Regions from separate parts of the Danio rerio genome. Here region 2 is linked to region 1. Evidence: chromatin contacts called from public Hi-C data. All regions are on one chromosome and are shown on one strand. Each heading gives the region's core, a stretch centred on a gene start, on an enhancer-like site or on the middle of the called end of the contact. The rest is flanking DNA. Distances are from core to core; before and after follow the strand shown.

What was found. A called contact is a pair of places that touch in the nucleus more often than the background predicts.
Region 2: a contact with region 1 is called in a Hi-C map of embryo, with 1.7 times the contacts expected there. The contact joins the promoter of gad1b here to the enhancer-like site in region 1. A contact is called at or near these places in 2 of 18 Hi-C or Micro-C datasets (both in embryo).

What each region holds. Positions count from the first base shown.
Region 1 is chr6:4,498,043-4,504,539 of GRCz12tu, forward strand. sp5b (Sp5 transcription factor b) reads left to right here. Exons shown (of 5, transcript XM_073953587.1): 3 at 1,162-1,299. Among named protein-coding and RNA genes, the nearest start is that of erich2, 31 kb to the right of the region's middle. Within about 2 kb of position 2,534, at least 5 of the 62 cell types and tissues checked have an H3K27ac peak or open chromatin away from gene starts, as enhancers often do.
Region 2 is chr6:4,540,358-4,546,854 of GRCz12tu, forward strand. It overlaps gad1b (glutamate decarboxylase 1b), which reads left to right and starts at 4,032. Exons shown (of 17, transcript NM_194419.1): 1 at 4,032-4,140; 2 at 5,132-5,259. The coding sequence starts at 5,184. It overlaps erich2 (glutamate-rich 2), which reads left to right. Exons shown (of 11, transcript NM_001326452.1): 11 at 1,692-2,028. The coding sequence ends at 1,852.

The sequences.
Region 1 (6,497 bases), core at 1,284-3,783:
TTGAACAAAATTATATAGATTTTTGGACATAAAAGTGCCTATAGCTGAAGAATTACCCATTAATGACACTGGTAAAAAAGGATTTGACAGAGTAATGACACTTTTAATGCAACATTTTAATGGCGAATATAGTTTGTTCCACTGAAAGTGTAATCAGAAAAATTTTAATACGTAAATAATATATACATATAATTATATAATTATAATGCCTCATGACAATATGTTTATGACAAGTTTATAGATAGATAGATAGATAGATAGATAGATAGATAGATAGATAGATAGATAGATAGATAGATAGATAGATAGATAGATAGATAGATAGATAGATAGATAAATAGATGATAGATAGATAGATAGATAGATAGATAGATAGATAGATAGATAGATAGATAGATAGATAGATAGATAGATAGATAGATAGATAGATAGATAGATAGATTATTTTGAATTGAACCATCTTTACTAATCACGACTGAACTTGTGTCATAAGCGGAAGAGAAGTCCTCAAGAGATATTGCATATAATTACTGATGTTTAAGATAATGTCTACAAAATAAGGCAATTTCCTAGTGGATGATGTTGTTTTAAAAAGTAAAGGACTGTTTATAAAAGTACAACCTATAGAAAGTGATTTCTTTTATCTCTATTTCAACCTACACACAGTGAGTACAGTGCCTGTTAGACCATATAATCTCAAATTAACCTTCGCATTCATTTAACTCAGGCACTGTGAAATAAAGAAACTATAACAATGTGCTGTAGGCTACAGGATGAAATTAACCTCATAACCCGGTCTCTCAAACGCTGGAACATTTTATAACACATAAAGCTGATGGTTGAAGCTCTGACACGGGTTTGTGATGAATTCACCATGACTTTAGCGGTATAAATGTTTGGCAAGTGCTCAAGGAAACGATCACAGTGCATTTACATAACAGATGGCGCCTGATGGTAATTTTCACGTGCAATTAACTCCATTCATGAAGATGGTGAGCTCAAACACCACATTACGATGCTGTTTGTGTGTATGTGTTTTATGATGTTGCCTATAATTGAGAAACAAGAGGTCATGAGAATTAAAGGGACAGTTCACCCTAAAATAAAAACTGATTAAAGTTATTGTTTCATGAGTAACTTTTTTTTTTTTTTTTTTTGCAGTCTCCAGGTTAGACAAGTTGTGTGTTCGGAGATGCTCCTCTGCAGACCTCGATTGTAACGAGTGCTTATTGCCTTCGTTGCCTTTCTATCATCTGGAACCAGTCTGGCCATTCTCCTCTGACCTCCGGCATCAACAAGGTTTTTTGTGTCCACAGAACTGCCGCTCACTGGATATTTTCTATAGATCTATAGATTAGAAATCTCTGTTTACGAGCAGTTTGGACAGGTAATAAAGTGGCCGATGAGTGCATAGTGTTACAGAAATTGTTGCTATAAGCAATTATTATTGTCATTTTGAGATCATTTTATGCTACTGATTATATAATGACTCTATAACAGCATAATAATGCAAATAGCCAAACATTTTAAAATGCGTATCATTCTTAAGGTTATTTATATTCTATAAATTGATGTTAAAAGCTATATATATATATATATATATATATATATATATATATATATAATATTAAATCTCCTATTAGGTAAATGTACAAATATAAACGTTGACGTCGGTGAGGTAGAATGTAAATATTATTGTAAAATGGCTTTAACGTTATTTGTGAATTTGTAAATATATATTGCAACGGCAAAAAGGATTGAAGTCATCTCCATGTATTTCATGATACGTCGATATATTGATTATTGTGATATATATATTTATATAGGCCTATTTGTTTTATTTTGACTAGGAAAAAAAATTTAAGCATCATTTTAAGGACAAAATTATTAGCCCCTTTAAGCTATACTTTTTTTCGATAGTCTACAGAACAAACCATCATTATACAACTTGATAATTTATTACCTAATTACCTAATTGCCTAATTACCCTAATCTTCCTAGTTAAACTAATGTACCTAGTTAAGCCTTTAAATGTCACTTAAAGCGATGAGTTATTAAAACTATTATGTTTAGAAATGTGCTAAAAGAATCTTCTCTCTATTAAACAGAAATTGGGAAAAATAAAAAATAAACAGGGGGGACAAATAATTCTGACTTCAACTGTGTGTGTGTGTGTGTGTGTGTGTGTGTGTGTGTGTGTGTGTGTGTGTGTGTGTGTGTGTGTGTGTGTGTGTGCGCGTGTGTGTGCGTGTGTGTGCGTGTGTGCGCGCGTGTGTGTGTGTGTGTGTGTGTGTGTATATATATATATATATATATATATATATATATATATATATATATATATATATAAAACAAACCCAGCTAGTCAGTGCACTGTGTTTTGAAACAGAGCCGCTCTATGTGTGTGTGTGTGTGTGTGTGCGCGTCTGTGTCTGGGAGCGAGTGCAATCAAGCGTGAAATGATTCTGTTAGTGTCATTTCTATCGCGCGCACACACACACGCTGTGTCTGAGAGGGCTGTAAAGGCTCCCCGTGGCCTCGCACATCACAAGTTGTTTGTGTATTCTGGCATTTTTTGGAAGGCAAAAAGAAAAAGGTACCACTATAGCTTTGACAAGGAGTTGGAAGCAATTTCACTGTCAGCTCAAACTGGAGTGAATAGCTTTTTTTTTCTTTTTTAAATGAAACTTAATGGATATAGTGTTGTATATAGATTTAGGAAATAGCCAAGAATTGCTTTTACTATTACTATTTTACGCTTAATGGTTTGAACAAACCTATATATATATAAATAAATATATATATATATATATATATATATATATATATATATATATATATATATATATATACAGTTAGAGTCAGAATTATTAGCCGTCCTGAATTATTAAATATTTCCCCAATTTCTGTTTAACTTAGAGATTTTTTTCCAACACATTTCTTAACATAATTGTTTTAATAACTCATTTCTAATAATTAATTTCTTTGTCTTTGTCATGATGACAGCACATGATATTTGACTAGATATTTTTCACTAGTTTTCAGCTTAAAGTGACATTTAAAGGCTTAATTAGGTTAATTAGGCAAGTTATGGTAATTAGGCAAGTCACTGTTTTATCAGCCGATTCGAATCACTCGACTGAATGGCCGTTATCAGTGGTTATTAGCTGATAGACATGGGCCAGTAGGGGCCTTCTGCGCCTACTAGTAGACTCAGAAGGCCGTAATCATCCATTCACATTAATCATGCTTAATATATCTATATCACATACAGCTGCGGCCGAAAGTTGACAAGAATTATTTATATTATTTATTATATTTCCTATTAATTGTATTTTATTAACGTATACCCCAACCCTAAACCCAACCGTCAGAGTAATGTAAAAACAAATCTGCATCTTAAGTCTTCTCTTTTAGCATAGCTGATTAACCATGTGGATGTATGATTACAACCACTAGTAGGTGCAGAAGGCCCCTTCTGGCTCATATCTATCAGCTGATATCCACTGATAACGGCAATTCAATTGAGTGATAACATTCGAAGCGGGTGGTATAACTATTTGTTCTGCAGACAATTGAAAATAAATAATGCTTAAGAGGGCTAATAATATTAACCAAAAATATTAATATTTTTATTAAATCTGCTTTTATTTTAGCCGAAATAAAACAAATTAGGCTTTCTCCAGAAGAAAAAATAATATAGAAATACTGTGGAAAAATTCTTTTATTTGGGAAATATTTGAAAAAAAAATGAAATGAAGTCATAATAATTTTGACTTTAACTGTATAAATATTAATTAATCATCAAAAATGTCATCATCATCATAAAGTAACACATCCTTCAATGCTTTTAATACATGAAGCGTTTTCTTTTTCACACGGTCAGAGATTACATTCTTCCCAATTTTTTTGTGAATTTTCTCTTTTTAGATTGTATTTCTTAACCTACCCATTCATTTTATGTTTAATGGTTTGAACAAACCCATATATATATATATATATATATAAAGAGTTCACACTTAGGTCTTGCTTGATGATAAAAATAGCAGGTTTGGCATGCTGTCCTGGGAGAGAACCCTGAGCTCGGAGATAATTAAGCCAAGGCTCCCACCTGGTCAATGAGCATGTAAGGGGAGTATAAGATCAGGAAGTTCTCGAGAGCTTCCCCTGGAAAACAAGGAAAGGAGGAGATGGGGTGGATGGGGGGGATTCTTCAAAAAGCGAAGGTGAGGGAGTAATATTAGTCGGTTTATTTATAGTGAGTTTGGAAAGATACGATTGGCTTACTAATGATCACAGATGAGAGACCAGCTGTGATCAATCATATCACTTGCTCCTCTCGAAATTAGTTTGTAAAACTTCACTTATGAAGCATCATAAAGTAACACAACCTTCATTTGCTTTTAACACAAAGCCTCAAATCACAGGACTCTCTAGTCTTTCCGCATATTTCTTTCTTTGTCACTTGGTCAGACACTCAAAAAAATAACTTTTGCTGCTTATTTATTATCAGTTGAAACAACACAATTTTTAAGTTTTTTTGGGGAAAGCTTTGTTATGTTCAATCCACTTAAACTGGTAAAAACAGTTCAGTTAACTTAATCGATTTGTGTTGGGACAACATGAAGGAATTGTGGGGAAACCCAGCATTTTTCACAGTGGAGATTACACTCTTCCCAATTTTTATTTTTGGAGTTGATCTGAAATGTGATCTTGTTTTTTCGGATTGTATCTCTTTACAAACGCTCTGGTTTTGCAGCAGACTCTTCACAGTCTGCTGGCCTGCTGAAGAAAGGTTAATTACTCTATACTAAGGCCACTTATAGATGATAATTGATGTGTGGGAGGCATTATTATAGCAGATGGCATTTTCATAACCCACTCTTATGCATAACCTACAGCAATGCCAATACAGAGAGAGAGAGAGAGAGAGAGAGAGAGAGAGAGAGAAACTAAACAAAAGATTTGATACAGTCAACAACTGTGACTGAGCAAAAAAATTTGTGGGTTAATAGGATATTCTAACACATTTACAGTTAAGCCTGAAATTATTCATACACCTGTAAAATTCGGACTTGCAGTTGCTTAAAGAGGTGGTTTACTCTACCGTGGCGACGTCCGAATTAGAATCTAAGCCGAAGGAAAATTAATGAGTTATACTTAAAGAAACATTTTTATCCGATAATGCCTCTTGCACACTACCTGACAATCCCAATTGTAAGAGTAAAAAATAATAATAACGTGACTTCTAGTTGATCATTTGGAAAATGTTAGAAGGTTTTTGATGAATCATCTGTTGAACTGCATCACAATCATCACCATTACTGCAGAAGACCTACTGGACCCCACATGGAGCCAAGATTCTCATAGAAATCAGTCAAGCTTGGTGAAGGAAACATCATGGTTTGGGGTTAAATTCAGTATGGGGTTGTGCCAGAGGTCTGGAGAGTGGATGGCAACATCAACAGCCTGAGGTATCAAGACATTTGTGCTGCCCATTACATTACAAACCACAGGAGAGGGCAAATTCTCCAGCAGGATAGCGCTCCTTCTCATACTTCAGCCTCCACATCAAAGCTCCTGAAAGCAAAGAAGGTCAAGGTGCTCCAGGATTGGCCAGCCCAGTCACCAGACATGAACATTATTGAGCATGCAGCGTTATGGAGGAGGCATTGAAGATGAATCCAAAGAATCTTGATGAACTCTGGGAGTCCTGCAGGAACGCTTTCTTTGCCATTCCAGATGACTTTATTTATCAGTGATTTGAGTCATGTCAGAGATGTATGGATGCAGTCCTCCAAGCTCATGATGGAGTCAGACGCAATATTCATTCTGTTTCCACTGCAGCATGACTTTATATTCTATACTGGACATTATTTCTGTTCAGTGACAAGACTTTTGTCCAACCTTACTGTCCTAATTTAGAAATCAAGGCAAGATCATATTTTATATTGGTAAAAAATAAGCGTAATTTAGAGGACTTTGTCTTTTATATAAGCCTCTTCTGATGCCAAATGTTCAACTAAAGTCAAGTCATTATTTGTTGTTCCTAAAACTACAGTTGAAGGCAGAATTATTAGCCCCCCTTTGAATTTTCTTTTCTTTTTTAAGTATTTCCCAAATGATGTTTAACAGAGCAAGGAAATTTTCACAGTACTGTATGTCTGATAATATTTTTTCTTCTGGTGAAAGTCATATTTGTTTTATTTCGGCTTGAATAAAAGCACTTCTTAATTTTTTAAACACCATTTCAGGGACAAAATAATTAGCCCCTTTAAGCTATTTTTTTAAATGGGGAGGGAATAAACAAAGGGCTAATAATTCAGGGGAGCTAATGATTCTGATTTTATATATATATATATATATATATATATATATATATATATATATATATATATATATATATATATATATATATATATATATATATATGTATATATATATATATCATAAGGAGGCTAATGATACTGAATAAGGCAATTTTAAATATAATTCAT
Region 2 (6,497 bases), core at 2,782-5,281, 44 kb after region 1:
CTGCTCAAAAAAATAAAGGAAACACTTAATGTGTTGTTTAAGTGTTCACTTTATTTAAGAATTTACACTTGGCTCATGATTGATGCATAGCTCCTCGGGCTCAGGGCTCACTCTCTTTCACAGGGCGAGGGGAGATTGAGCTCAGGTTGATCTCAAAACTCCCCCGCTGCTGAGGTTAAGGTGAAGTTCCTGAGGGTAAGACATTTAGAAAGAAGAATTAGGCTTATTTTTCTATAATATAGTGCATATTTGGATGGTGGGAGGAAACTGGGCAACCTGGGGGAAACCCCTAATAATTTTGACCCTAAAATAGTGTTTGAAAAATTAAAAACTGCTTTTATTTTAGACGATTAAAACAAATAACACTTTCTCCAGAAGGAAAATATTATTAGACATACTTTGAAAATGTCCTTGCTCTGTTAAACATAGTTTGGGAAATATTTTTTTAAAAAAAATTCAAAGGGGGGCTAATAGTTCTGACTTCAACTGTATATAGTGACTTGGGATCCTTTGTTTGGAGGATCGTGATTAGCTAATGAGGGCCAGCTGGGTAATCATGAGCATGTGCTTTTCTTGAAATTAGTTTAATATTTAACTTCACTTTGTTTGAACAGTATATAATCACAAATAAATCAGTAAACAGAAACTCAAACAACTTGATGCGTGAGAACAAATCTCATTGGTTAATGCAGAAGTTACAAGTCTTGCTGTGTGACAAGCAAGAATGAATTAAATTAAATTTGTGATTGAATTACAAACAAATATGTTAATTTTACCCTGTGAAAATTGTAATTTTAAAATTATTAGGTAAATTAACTATGTGCAGAATTATAAAAATTAAACTTAACAGTTGAATGAAAGAAAAAATAATGTAACAGTTCCAAGTTACACAAGTTTACTGTCTTTTTTAAGTCTGCTGATGCTTTTATAGAGCTAGTTCAACCAAAAACAAACATTTACTCGCTATTTGTGCGCCCTTAAGTGTTTCCAAACCTGTATGTGTTTTTTTCCTGTTAAACAAAAAAGAAGATATTTTGAAGAATGTTAGAACCCAGTAAACATACTATGGATGTCAATGGTTGCCAGTTTCCAACACTTTTCAAAATATGTTATTTCGTGTTCAAAAGAAGAAAGAAACAGGTTTGTGAAAAGTAAAGGGTGAGTAAATGATTACGGATTTTCAGCTTTGGGTGAACTGACCCTTTTAGGCAACGGGGTTACTTAGTTTTTAAAGTAAATTTGCTTATTTGTGATTGTGAAAGTGATTGTGTCTCTTTTGAGAACATAGACCTAAAAGTTCACTTAATAATTTTATTATGTCTGTTTGAATGTTTTGGGTGAATAGACTTTTTAAAAGAGGATCATAAATCTATTTAACAATAGCTTCATTTGTCTTATGGATTAAAAAATATAAATATCATCAGTGTAAGCAAATGATGATTAATCCTATATTATTTATTACAAATTTTCTTCTTTCATATTTCAACATTCTAGCTTAGAAAGATTCATCTTCAAACTGCTCTAAACAAAGTGTTTTGTGAAGCTCTGCGCTGAAATGAAATAAGCCAAACTCATTAGAAGCAATGTTCCAGATGGCTAACTTTAATAATGTGTGTGCAAAAGCAAATGATGACTGAAATTCAAGTGCGTTGGGTTTACCTTCTTCATATGGATGTCATCAAAATGTTTAGAAGCGGATGAAGAATCGGATGATGATGATGATGAATCTGACACATCTGATGATAATGATGATGAAGATGATGATGATGATGATGATGAGTCATCAGAGAGCTCTGACACAGATGAAGAGTCCATTGACAGCACAGATGATACATTATCATCTTCATGCTAAATTAGCATCTGGTGGAGTGAATGTCCTGCATCACAAACATTATTGCTTATATGTCTTGTGCTCATAAACAATGCGTGATCTGTTCAGCATCTCATGTATGCAGTTTTCTCAATTGCTGACTGCACATATTCTGTGTGAATTGTGTATTGTGAATAAAATACCCATTTCAAGCTTAATTTTTTCGGTTTATTTGTTGTAAAAATGCAACATAGCGCCATCTAACGGAAGAACTATATCATTTCCTAAATTTACCGCTCACACTAAAAGTTGTCCAAAAAGGCTCAATAACCATTATTTTGAGACCAATTGCACTCTAAAAAAAAATCTGACTTGTCGTAACCCAAAGCTAGGTCAAATATGGACAAACCTAAAATTGGGTTTATTTTTTCAATTAAATTTAACACCTTTGTTAAATATACAAACTCATTTTAACCCAACGATTGGGTTTGTATTTGACTCTACAACCTAGCATTTATTTTCGTAAGTGTGTAGTGTATAGTCTACAAAATCCTATTTTTTATATTTGATTTTAACTAATTGATGCTGCAGATATAATTAAAAACGAATAACTAAATATTTTGAAACCAAATCTAATCTTCAAATGCTTAAAGTTAAAAAGTTTATATTTTATATTTAATTGCATATATACAGTCAAGCCCTATTCATACCTATGGCAAATTCTGACTTAAAATTTTTGTTCAAATTTTAATAAAAGCTGAGAAAAATATTTGTTTGTTTTTCCACAACCTCTTGTACATTGTCTTATTATATTTTGGGAGAACCCGGTGTCCTGTCTGATTAATACAATCTGCTGGTTAAATAAAAGTGACTTTGAATTTGCCAGGGGTATTAATAGTTTTTAAATGTACACAGTTCACTCCCCAAATCTCTTTTAAAATAATATTTTCTATAAGATGCTTTACAATATTATATGTGTGCATATACATTAAATTAGTCAGTACTGAAGCCAAATCTGGAGCTAATCTAACAAAATAACGTACAGTAATGGTTTAAAGATTAGCAGACCAAATTTATATTAGGGAAAAATATTAAATACCATTTTAAAAAAACAGCAAAAATCCAAAAAAAATCTATTTGTTGAAATATTGTAGTTTTGCATTAATTTAATTGCATTATCTTTAATTTCTAAAGATGTTCTTTGACTAAAATGTAATTTTAATAAATATATCTGTTTAATAAATCTGTTTTGTTCAAATGCACCAATGTATATATTACCCATATTCACTGAGAAATTGGTTCAAATATTTATTTTTAAAATGGGGTGTACTCATATATGCTGAGCACTGTATATATTTTTATTTTGCCCTAGCTAATGTTGAACACAACGCATGCATTGGCAATGTCTGCATTAAATGTTTTGTGTGCATGTTAGGACAATACTTAAATGTGTGCGTTTGTAGAAAATAGCTTTTAAAAAAAACAACATCCTTAAAAACACTGACTGGAGACAACTATAGCCCAGTGTCGTTTTGCGCGGAGCTGTCCAGGTGCTGAAAAGGCTTCGGTGAAAAACTGCGCACTTTACAGCTCACCGCATGAAAAGTTGTCGTCAATTCTGACACGCTGATTCAGTAGAGCTCCTAAAACAAACGATCTTACAGACAAGAGCAGAGTGATTTTCCAGGGCGCTGCCCAAAAATCCTTCATTCAAGTTCAAGTTGGTCTGCTCTCTGCTGCCACCTTCTGGTGAGCAGTTCCAGATGCCTCACGTTATAACTAACGCTGATCCACAAGTAGTGCATTAAATATATATATTTGGAAAAAAAAACTAATTAGACTGGAATGCTTATATTGGTTTATGATGTGTCTAAAATAGTTATTAATAAATAAAAGAAACTATCAAAATGTGTTCTCGTTTTCATCATCTCTCTCTCTCTCTCTTTTCTTTCTCTCTCACTCACTCACCCTTTTCTCACTCCCACGGTGTTTTGACGTGTGTGTGTATATATACATGTATATATTACTCGGAGAATTAAACTTCTTGTGTCCGATGGCTTGAGTCCTTAACAATCAACAGAGTCGAGATAAACCCGTGGATCTAAAACCCCTGGACAAATACAGCCGAAGTGATTTTGGAGATTTCTCCTTTACCCCCTCTTTGAAGGATAAACACTGGATCAAGATTTAACGCTGAATGGATTGTTATGCTCTTCCCAATTATTTTGGTTTCCCCATGATAAGAGTCTCGCAGCAACATCACGCGGTGTGAACCATCCTCCGTGTGCCATTTTTACAGGATTTTACTGTGACACCTGTGACTCCGTAAGGTAAGCGCTCACCTTCTCTGTTACCATCTAAATTTTCCATGCAGAATTGCGTTTTTGTCTAGTTTTACGATGTTAGGAAGATTATATTTGAAAGAAGAGCTGTATTTTATATATAAATCAGATTTAAATACATATATGTACATATCTAAATCAGTTATTGTGATTATGTGATGATTGGATATGGCAAAATAATGATCTAAAAATATGCTGTAATTTAACACATGAGCGGCGCAATGATTTTTTGCCTATATATTTCGCTCAGTGAGCGATGCTCATTATTTGAGGATATTTAAAGATCATCTTAATTGAGAAATCAATAATTTGCATTTTTTCAATTCATTTTAGCTCTCCCCCTTTCTTTGTGACCTTCTAAAATCACCTCACACAAAAGAAATGTTATTTATCATCGCCATCATTAGACTAAAAATACCGTCAGAAGGATTATTTCTCCTTTGTTATGATGTGGTTGAAGTGAGCAGATTCTTCATTTCTTGGTTTTAAATGATTGGATTTAAAGAGCTCGTTACAGAGCCAATTAAGTCAGACTTCACGGTCTGCTGCGCGCTGGAGCTCAGAGGAGCCGGTGCGTCTGGAGAACACAGCCGGACTGCCATCCTAAATAACAAGTTAGCCTATATAGGTGGGATTATTTCCAGAATTTACTTGCATACGTATTTTATTTTGGATTATTTATTTCCTCTGTTGTGTTTGCTCGCGCTTTTTGGGTGTGCTGTAATGTGCGCTGTTCAATCAGAGCGCATTTCTGAACATGACAGAACACTGAGTGCGCGTAACGCAAGACAAATTATCCTGTGCTGAAGGAGAGTGAATTACAGCCATTTCACAAGGGGAATCTGATGCGTGAAATTATACTTTGGAGAAGAGGAATGATCGCTTTTATAGCTGCATTTGAGATTTAGTCTAATTTTGTGTCTGATTTGTGTCTGCACTTTTTGTTTCTGTCCTAATTCTGCATATATTCTCCGTGTAGTGTCAGATTTTTCCATTCAGTCTGAAAGCATTGAGGTGTTTCCCGTGGACTGATGGCGTCTTCTGCACCTTCTTCCTCGGCTGGTGATATGGACCCAAACACGGCTAATTTACGACAACCTGCCACAAGTAGGTCTCTCTGGATAACGCGTTTTTCACTTGGCTTGTTTACTCCGTGGGGTGGCGATGTTCATCACTGCCTTAAAAAACACACCGCACCGTGTGAAATGTCTATTAGCTGACAGATCACCTTACAGCTGGAGAGACGAATCATAAATTATCATAGATAGACAGAAATGCTGGGTTGTTTTAACCTAGCGTTGGGTCAAATGTGGACAAACTCAATGTCGGGTTTTTGAAATGCGCACGTTGGTTCATATTTGACCAAATGCATAGATAGATAGATAGATAGATAGATAGATAGATAGATAGATAGATAGATAGATAGATAGATAGATAGATAGATAGATAGATAGATAGATAGATAGATAGATAGATAGATAGATAGATAGATTTTAATAAAGATAATAAGTTTTTAATAAAGGAAGATCAATAGATAGATGATGTATAAGACAAAATTGATCCCTTATTCTATTTTGCGGTGTATATATTTGTCTTAATTCATACCAGAAGATTTAAATAATAACAAAAAATGTTACCATCATTTTGTGTACGTTTTGCATTAAATTGGGATCCCGTTTTTATAACAATGGTGCTGCTTGTTGGCACGTTTTATGGTGGCTTAAATAACAGCAATCAGCCATCATCTGCTTTCAACAGTCCCACCTCAATAGCGTAATTACCTAAAATTACCCGCCATTACGCTCCACTTCACGTTTTCCTTTGTAAATATGCTAAAATGGCCAAGTCAAGATCTTAAAATGCATTAAAAATTAGTTTGATGTTATATAATATATATAACCTTTATGTGCTTTTGTGTAGATTGTGATAAATTAAAAATATCATGCTTAATGTAATGTATTGTATTGATCTAGTAAAAGCTATATATGGGTTTTTTTCCATTTTATATGCTGTAAAAAATTGTGCTGCTGTGCTGTGTGTGTGTGTGTGTGTGTATTCTGCGTGTTTTGCTATTATCTCCCTGCCAAGCTCTATCTCACGCTTACTGACCTGAGGGGCTCGTGCTGTCTGTGCCTCATCCTGACAGCGCGCGCCTGGGGCAAATAAAGCCAGATCTGCCCTCAGACAAAACCCACCCAGAGCATGACATCAATTTATATCAAACTATTAATAATTATTATATACATCCCCTGCTTCGATTGGAATCGCTTTATCATTCAAAGTCATACCTATAGTATTTAAATGCAATGTCAAAATGTTTTGCTGAATTATGCAAATGCTTAACG